Linked DNA regions of Sus scrofa: region 1 is linked to region 2. Evidence: chromatin contacts called from public promoter capture Hi-C data. All regions are on one chromosome and are shown on one strand. Each heading gives the region's core, a stretch centred on a gene start, on an enhancer-like site or on the middle of the called end of the contact. The rest is flanking DNA. Distances are from core to core; before and after follow the strand shown.

Region 1 (3,787 bases), core at 995-3,494, 220 kb before region 2:
GATGGGAACCCTGGACTGGGGCGGGGGTAACCTCCTACTACACTCCCCCTCTGACAGGACCAGCCAAGGGAATTGGGCTCAGCACAAGACATAAACATGGGGCTCCTCGTTCAAAAATTAAGAATTTTTAAGAGTTTCCTTGTGGTGCAGGAGACTAAGGATCCAGCCTGGTCACTGCAACAGCTTGGGTCACCACTGTGGCGCAGGTTCAATATCTGGCCCGGGAACTTCCACATGCTTTTTTTCTGTTTTTTTGGCCACACTTGCCACATATGGAAGTTCCCAGGCCAGGATCGAACCTGTGCCACAGCTATGTGGCAACACCAGGTCCTTAACCCAAGCACAGTACCGGGCCTCTGGTTGAACCCAAGCTGCTGCAGAGACCCCGGATCCCTTACTGGGTGCACTAGAACAGAAACCCCCCAAAACAACCATTTTAATGCTAGCCCTGCTGTCCCAGCTCCCAGCCCATCTTGTGTGGGGAAGCATAGGTTTCTAGAGGTCCAGCCCACCCTCCACACTGTCCAGCCTCTCGGTGCTGTGAGGCTTGGCCACCACCCCCACGGCTGGAGCCTCCCCTGAACGGCATTTTGTCCAGGATGGGGGCAGAGATCCTCATTACTGCCCTCATGGGCTGGACCCTCTAGGAAGAAAGGCCCAAGAGGCTGAGCACCACCAGGGTCCCCAGACTAGGTCTGGCAGAGCCACTTTGGGAACCCAGAAGCACCAAACCCATCCTGGTTCAGGCCCGTCTCATGGCTACAGAGGCTGAGGGGGCAGCACTTACCCAGCAGATCCCCAGGGCCCACACGCTGCACTCCTGCTTCCAACCCTCTTAAGGCACCAACAGAGTGCAGGCTGTGAAAAGATGGCTACCTTCCCCCAGGCCCTCACACCCCCTTCCTGGGATCAGCCTAGAGCCCCTCTTGACTTGGACGCAGGACACCTCAGACCCACCCGGAACATTCGTTTCCTGAGCCCTGAGGCCCAGGTGAGTCCCAGCACCAGCCCCCAGGCTAGGCCTCAGTGCCCACACCCAGGGTACCTGTTCGAAGGGTACCCCAGGTGCTCAGTCATGCAGTTGGGAGCTGTGGTTCCCAACTAGCCCAGCCATCTGTGAGAGAGCCGGCTCTGAGGGGCGGTGACCAGGGCAAAATGCTGGCTGACCCCCCACAGCCAAGGCTGGTCACAGCCTAGTGACCTAGGCCCATGCCCCACTGAGGGGTCCAGGAACCTGTCTCCTTGAGAAACTGCCACTGGGGAGAGGGCTGTCTGCCTCTCCAGACCCCCAGCCTAGGTAGCAGGGCCCACTTGAGTCCCAGGCCTGTGCTTTCCCCACCCCACTCCCACCCCACCTGCTATAGAGCTTGCAGAAACCATCTCCAGGGAGACCTCACCGCCCCTCCCTGCTTTGCTGTCTGGGCCTCAGTTTCTTCACCTGTACTAGTGGGAGGGAGGTGAACAAGAGATTATGCAAACTCTGCAGTGAAAGGAGAGGGGTGCTGGCATTGGGCGGTGGCGCTGGGCGGCTCCTTTCCTGGTCCCCAGCCCAGGGCAGAGGCACAGCTGGAGCCTGACTGAGCCTGTTTCCTAATGGAATCTCCTAGGAGCCCAGTGGAGTCCCTCCAAGGGAAACCAGTATCCTGGGCTCAGCTCCCCATCTCACCCCCATCCCACTCCAGGGTTAAGTAGCCAGGGGCCGTGCCCCTCCCTCTTCTGCTTTCCCCTCCTCCCTCAAGGGGGATCCCCTGCAGAGCTATGTCTGACAGCTCCCGCCCTCCCCAGGAGGGCGCCCTCCACCAGCACCCACACAGTGCAGGCCCCAGTGCAAAAGTACTTGCTTCCTCACCTGGCCAGGCTGTGGGGAGGACCTGGGCATACCGCTACCTGCAGGGAAGCTGGGGTACGAGTCCTCTGGCCTGGGGCCCCCGGGGCGCGGGGGGAGGGGTGGCGCTAGAATCCTGGGATTTCAAGGACAACCCTGCCTCACCCCCAAGGCAGTATCCCATCCCCTGTGGGAGCTCCGCCTGCCCCCCTAGAGGAGGGCGGGGAAAGTGGCTGGGGTCCAGGGCCTGAGCTGCAGCCTCCGGACATCCGGCTCCAGGACGCTCAGCTCCCTCCCCTGTGTCGCAGGCCTGGAGGGCCAGGAATGTGCTAACGGAGCAGGTTGGGCTCTGCTAGCCCATCCGGCACCTGTGGACTTTGAGAGGGGACAGGGTGGGGCGGGGCGGGGCTGCAGCACGGGGCGGGGCCAGGCCATGGGGAGGGAGCGCCGCCACCTCCCAGCCACTGCTGCGCTGGCTGCAGACACAGGCCGCACAATGCAGCTGTCCCTCCTGCTCTGGGCCCTGCTGCTGCTGGCGACAGCCCCCGGCCCAGGCCCCTGGCCTGCAGCAGGTATGCCCTCACCCTGCCCTTCTGACCCCCTGTCACTCTGTCTGTCTGCCTGCTGTAGCCAGACCCAGGCTAAACCTCCCTGGCCTCAGCCTCTGTCCATCTGTCGGTCCATCTGACGCTACCGGGGGTGGTAAGAAGAAATTCTCAGAAGCCCAGGATCAAGGGGCTGTTGGTGGGGAGGGGGATCCAGGCCGTGCCCACCCTAAACTGGCTGGGAGCCCAGAGGCGGTGGGGGAGGGAGGGCACCAGGCCGTGTGAGCCTCGGCCCACACCTCGAGCCTGTGGAGGGTGTGTTTATACATGGAGGAGCCCCCACCCCCACTGGGCCCCCTGCCTGGCCAGGTGTAGGGCTGTGGGTACTTCTCAGGGTGGGCTGGACCCCAGAAAGTCCAGGGTAAGGCCCATGCCTCCCGGAGCTGCACTCAGTTCCTGAGCCAGGACCCTGGCCCTTCCACTGCGCTGGGCTGGGCTGAGCTGATTTTCCCCAGCTCCCTAGCCCCCTCCCCAGCCTATCTCCCATCTCAGGGAAGCACCAACACCCTCCTGGCACTTATCTCACTTACCGGCATCCCTTGGCCTCCTCCCCTAATCCCTCAAGCCATCTCATCCTCAGTCAATAAATATTTATTGAAGCTCTTGAGTGCCAAGCCCTGCACTGAGTGAAGTGGGCTGCAGTGGTGACTCAGGCCCAGGCCTGGCCCTTGACTGGCCCTTTAGGGGGTGGCAGGGAAGAGCCAGATTAGGAGTGCCTCCAACCCCCCGCAGCACCCCCCCATCACCCTCTCCCCTATCCTGGCCCTGCCCTCTCCCCTGGGTCAGACCCCTGACCTCTGTGGGGTCTGACACTCCTCTCCCCTAAGAGAGGGGTGGGCTCCCTTCCAGGCCATAACTGGTGACCCTCACCACCCAGCAGAGTGAGATAGGGCCTCCTGGGCTTCCAGTGGGATTCTCAGTAGCCACAGCCCCAGTCCCCAGACCAAGCAAGCCAGGCTGGGGTCCCTCTCCAGGCCACCGGTGCACTGATTCTTTTCAGGGGTAGAGAGAGGTCCCCAGCCCACATCTAGAGGTCAGGCACCTACAGCCATCTGAGGAGGCTCTCAGGTCTAGGACTTGGTGGCTGAGGGTCAGTCCCACCTCAGGGCTCCTCCTGAAAAGTTTTATGTCAGGAGGCATTTACCTGAATGCCCTCTCATTCTAGCCAGTCAGGCCAACTGGACTAACCATGACCCCATCCATGGGCCCTGGGCATTTCCACTGTGTCCACATAGTGGTCAGTGCAGTTCCAGGCTGGCCTGCCCCTGGGGACGGAGACGTGGGCCCTGTGCATGGGGTGCCCGGAGCAGGCACTAAGGGCTTCTCCTCCAGGTGCCCAGGGGAGCTGCTCCCACCG
Region 2 (3,405 bases), core at 238-2,737:
GGGGCCCGGGCCCCCGCTCCCTCCTCTCCAAGAAGCCCCCAGGGCTGCCCTCGCCGCTGAGATCCTTCCGGAGCACATCCTGGGAGCGGGGCGGGCCGGGCCCCGACGTCATCCTGGGAAGCGCCCTGTGACCGCGCCTCCTCAGATTTTTTCATGGATCCCCAGTTCCCGAAGGAGAAAGTTCAGTATCCTTACAAGGGCCCGAAGGGACATGCCTGCCATAGAGCCCCAGCCTTGTCCTCCCTTGCTGAATCTGGTGGGTTGCGTGTGCCGGTGCCTCGGTTCAAAGGATGCTTCTGGGAAGCCGGCCTCAACTTCCAGTGACCCCTCTGAGACCTCCCCGGCTCTGGGGCCTGGTCAGGCCTTCCACCTTCCCAGCCCGCATCGCAGACCATCCTGGAATCTCAGGCCCCGTCCCCCAGATCCACGTTGTGGATTCCAGATTGGGAAGGACCTCACATGGATTGGACCTCAGCACAGCCGCAGGAGGAGCCCCTCTTCCACCCTTGAATCGGGAGTAACCCCAGTTCTGTGCTCAGCAGGACAATTGCTCAGAGGCCAGGGGTGCTGGTAGCTAAGGGCTCACAGGAACCTTGCATTCTCAAATCTCCTGGGACCAGCAGAGTCACACATGGGAGCAGGGCTGTGCAGCAGCCCTGCAGGCTGGGAGGGCCAGTGGGAAGAGAGAGCCTCCACAGGCACTCGGCCAGCTGCTCCAGCCTCAGATGCAGAGCCCTAGGAGATGCCCCTCACTTGCCAGGACCCAGCCTCCAGTGCCTGGCAGCCTCCCCTGCTCACTCCCTCCAGCCAGCTGGGTCCCCTGCTCCCCGTTTCCCGATGTTCAGTGTCCCTGCACCCACTCTGCCCCTGTTCAGGACCCTGACATAACTCAAGGAAAACCCGAGACTTCATGGGACAAGGCACATGAGAATGTTCAAATTGGGAAGTCCCCTGTCCCTGGCTGCCTTTCCAACCCCCCACTTGGCCTGCAGACCCCTTACCCCCATTCACTGGGTCCAAGCCACCTACTGGCAACAGCAGGCTGTGCTGTCCTGTCCTCCCGCACTCATGAAGGCACCCCCCTTCCTGTGGCTTAGTGAAGGAACTCCCCCTCTAGGTGGGCCACTGCCCCTGGGAACACCCCGGGGGATGCCCTGGCCTTGTGGCTTTCCTGCCCGCCCTAAGGGACCTGCTGCCTCACCTGTAAAACGAGACTGTTGTCTTCTGCTCTGTCACCTCCTGAGCTGTGCCACCAGTCAGAATCCAAGGGACCTGGGGAAGCAATGCCCACCAGGGGAGCCTCCCCCAGGCTCTGCGTTCCCTCACCTGCTCTCCGGGCATTGCAGGGAGCAAACTCCTACAGCTGAGACAAAACCCTCCTGCCCACACCTGGGGCCCATATCCACTCAAGGCCTCACTCAAACACACAAGGAACAACTCCTCTCGGAGTTCCCACTGTGGCTCAGAGACGAATCTCACTAGCATCCATGATGACACAGGTTCGATTCCTGGCCTTGCTCAGTGGGTTAGCTGTGGTATAGGTCACCGACAAGGCTCAGATCCCGAGTTGTGGTGTAGGCCGGGAGGTGTAGCTCTGATTGGACCCCTAGCCTGGGAAACTCCATGTGCTGTGGGTGAGGCCCTAAAAAAATAAAATAAAATAAAAATAAAAAGACAAAAAGGAACAGCTCCTCTTGAGAGTCACCTGGGGCCCAGACAGGACTACAGGTGGTTCATTGGGCAGAGACCAACACTCAGCAAATGCTGGGGTCACTCTAGTCTCCAGTGTGGGCTGCTATGAGGCTCTTCCATGCAGTTTCCATTCTGGAGCCTTCCCTTGTAGAACTCCCCATGTGTGGCCGGCCACACCCAGTGCCCAAGGGCTGAAAGCTTGGTTTCTGCACCTGGCCCTCAGAGAGCACCCTCTGTGGTGAGTACCCCAGGCCTAGGGTGGTCAGTAGGGCCTAGCTTGCTTTCAGCCCTTGAGCCAGCTCCCTAGGCCCTGGAACCCACCTGCTCTTGAGGCAGCAAAGTCCCCAGCCTTCCCCTACTGCAGCTTAAGGCGGGAAGCGTCCTGCGCGAGTTGCCATGTGTCTTAAAGTCTCCAATGAAGCCATTGCCCAGGGACAGCCCATGACAGGAAGCAGGTACACAGGAGGGCTGTTCACGGTCTGCCTCCCCCAATAACACCCCTCCACCCCGCTGTCTTGCCAGGTCTGTGCTCTTGGCCTTGTGGGTACTCCCCAGGTGTCAGACCGGGGCTGGGGGAGCACTGAGGGTGGTGGGTGTCCCGTCTCCTACCTCTGGGCCTTGGTTTCCCTGCCCAGCCCCAATCCAGGCCGTGAAGGCTGTGGGTGCCCGCCCTTCCTTCCGTCCAGCCCTGGCTCCCCAGGCCCGGCAGTGGGGCCAGCTGGGCTCTCCTGCTCCAGAATTCCGTTCTCAGATTCCTGCCCCGCAACCCGCTCCCACCCGCTTTTTGTTCCTGTCCAGGATGCACCTGGTGGCCTCTGGCCCCTGATTGTTTCTCTGGGGCCAGCTGGGCCGCATCAGGGAGAAAGCACGCCTGACCCAGGATGAAGGGCCCAGCGTCCCTGGGGGCAGCCAGGCCACCCTGAGGTACTTGCCGACTCCTCCTCCAAATGAGGGGCTCTGCTGGCCTCGCTCAGTGGGTTAAGGATCTGGTGTTGCCGTGGCTGTGGTGTAGACTGGCAGCAACAGCTCTGATTGGACCTCTAGCCTGGGAACTACCACATGCCGAGGGTGCGGCCCTAAAAAAAAAGACAGATGGGGGGCTCTGGAATTAAGGAAGTGGAAGGACCTCACGGAACTCCAGTTCATGCCCAGACTAAGGCCCCCAAAGCAGAAGCACACAAGGCTGCTCCCTGGGTGCCTGAAGCCGGGCAGCTGCAGGACCACCCCATCTTCGAGTCCAGCCCTGGGAAGATGCTCCTGGAGTCAAAGGGCAGCACCGCTGGGAATCCTGTGTCTCTGAGCTGACCTGGGCGCGTCAATGTGGATATGGAAACCAGAGCCAGGTGGGAGGGGAGCCTTGTCCTGGGCTGTGGAGGCTCTTCAAGAGAACAACGGCCTGAAGCCTAGACCCAGGCGCCAGCATAGCAGCAGCTGTCAGAACTTCAAAGTCACCCCCTCCCCACTCTTCCCGCAGCCCAGCACCACCCAGTTTAAGATGAGGTCTGAAGAGACCCTTCCTGGGGTCACCGTGCTACAGAGGTGGTAGAGTGCTGCTGGCAGACTGGAGACTTGGGTGTCCCTGCTTCCTGCCTGACGGGGTGCTGGTGAGGTATCATCCTGAGCCCCTCCCCAGCTTCTGGCTCTGAGCTCCAGGCTTCCAGACATCATGGTGTCTCCCTGCCTGGAGCCCTGGAAATGCAGACACCATCACCC

The links. Promoter capture Hi-C pulls out the DNA fragments that hold promoters and counts their contacts.
Region 1: a promoter capture Hi-C map of liver shows a contact between it and region 2, with 4 times the contacts expected there. The contact joins the promoter of SUSD2 here to the promoter of ADORA2A in region 2. A contact is called at or near these places in 1 of 5 promoter capture datasets (liver) and 3 of 47 Hi-C or Micro-C datasets (alveolar macrophages, embryonic fibroblasts and liver).

The regions. Positions count from the first base shown.
Region 1 is chr14:49,682,200-49,685,986 of Sscrofa11.1, reverse strand. It overlaps SUSD2 (sushi domain-containing protein 2), which reads left to right and starts at 2,244. Exons shown (of 16, transcript XM_013983126.2): 1 at 2,244-2,397; 2 at 3,763-3,787. The coding sequence starts at 2,259.
Region 2 is chr14:49,465,268-49,468,672 of Sscrofa11.1, reverse strand. It overlaps ADORA2A (adenosine receptor A2a), which reads right to left and starts at 1,487. Exons shown (of 3, transcript XM_003483462.4): 1 at 1-1,487.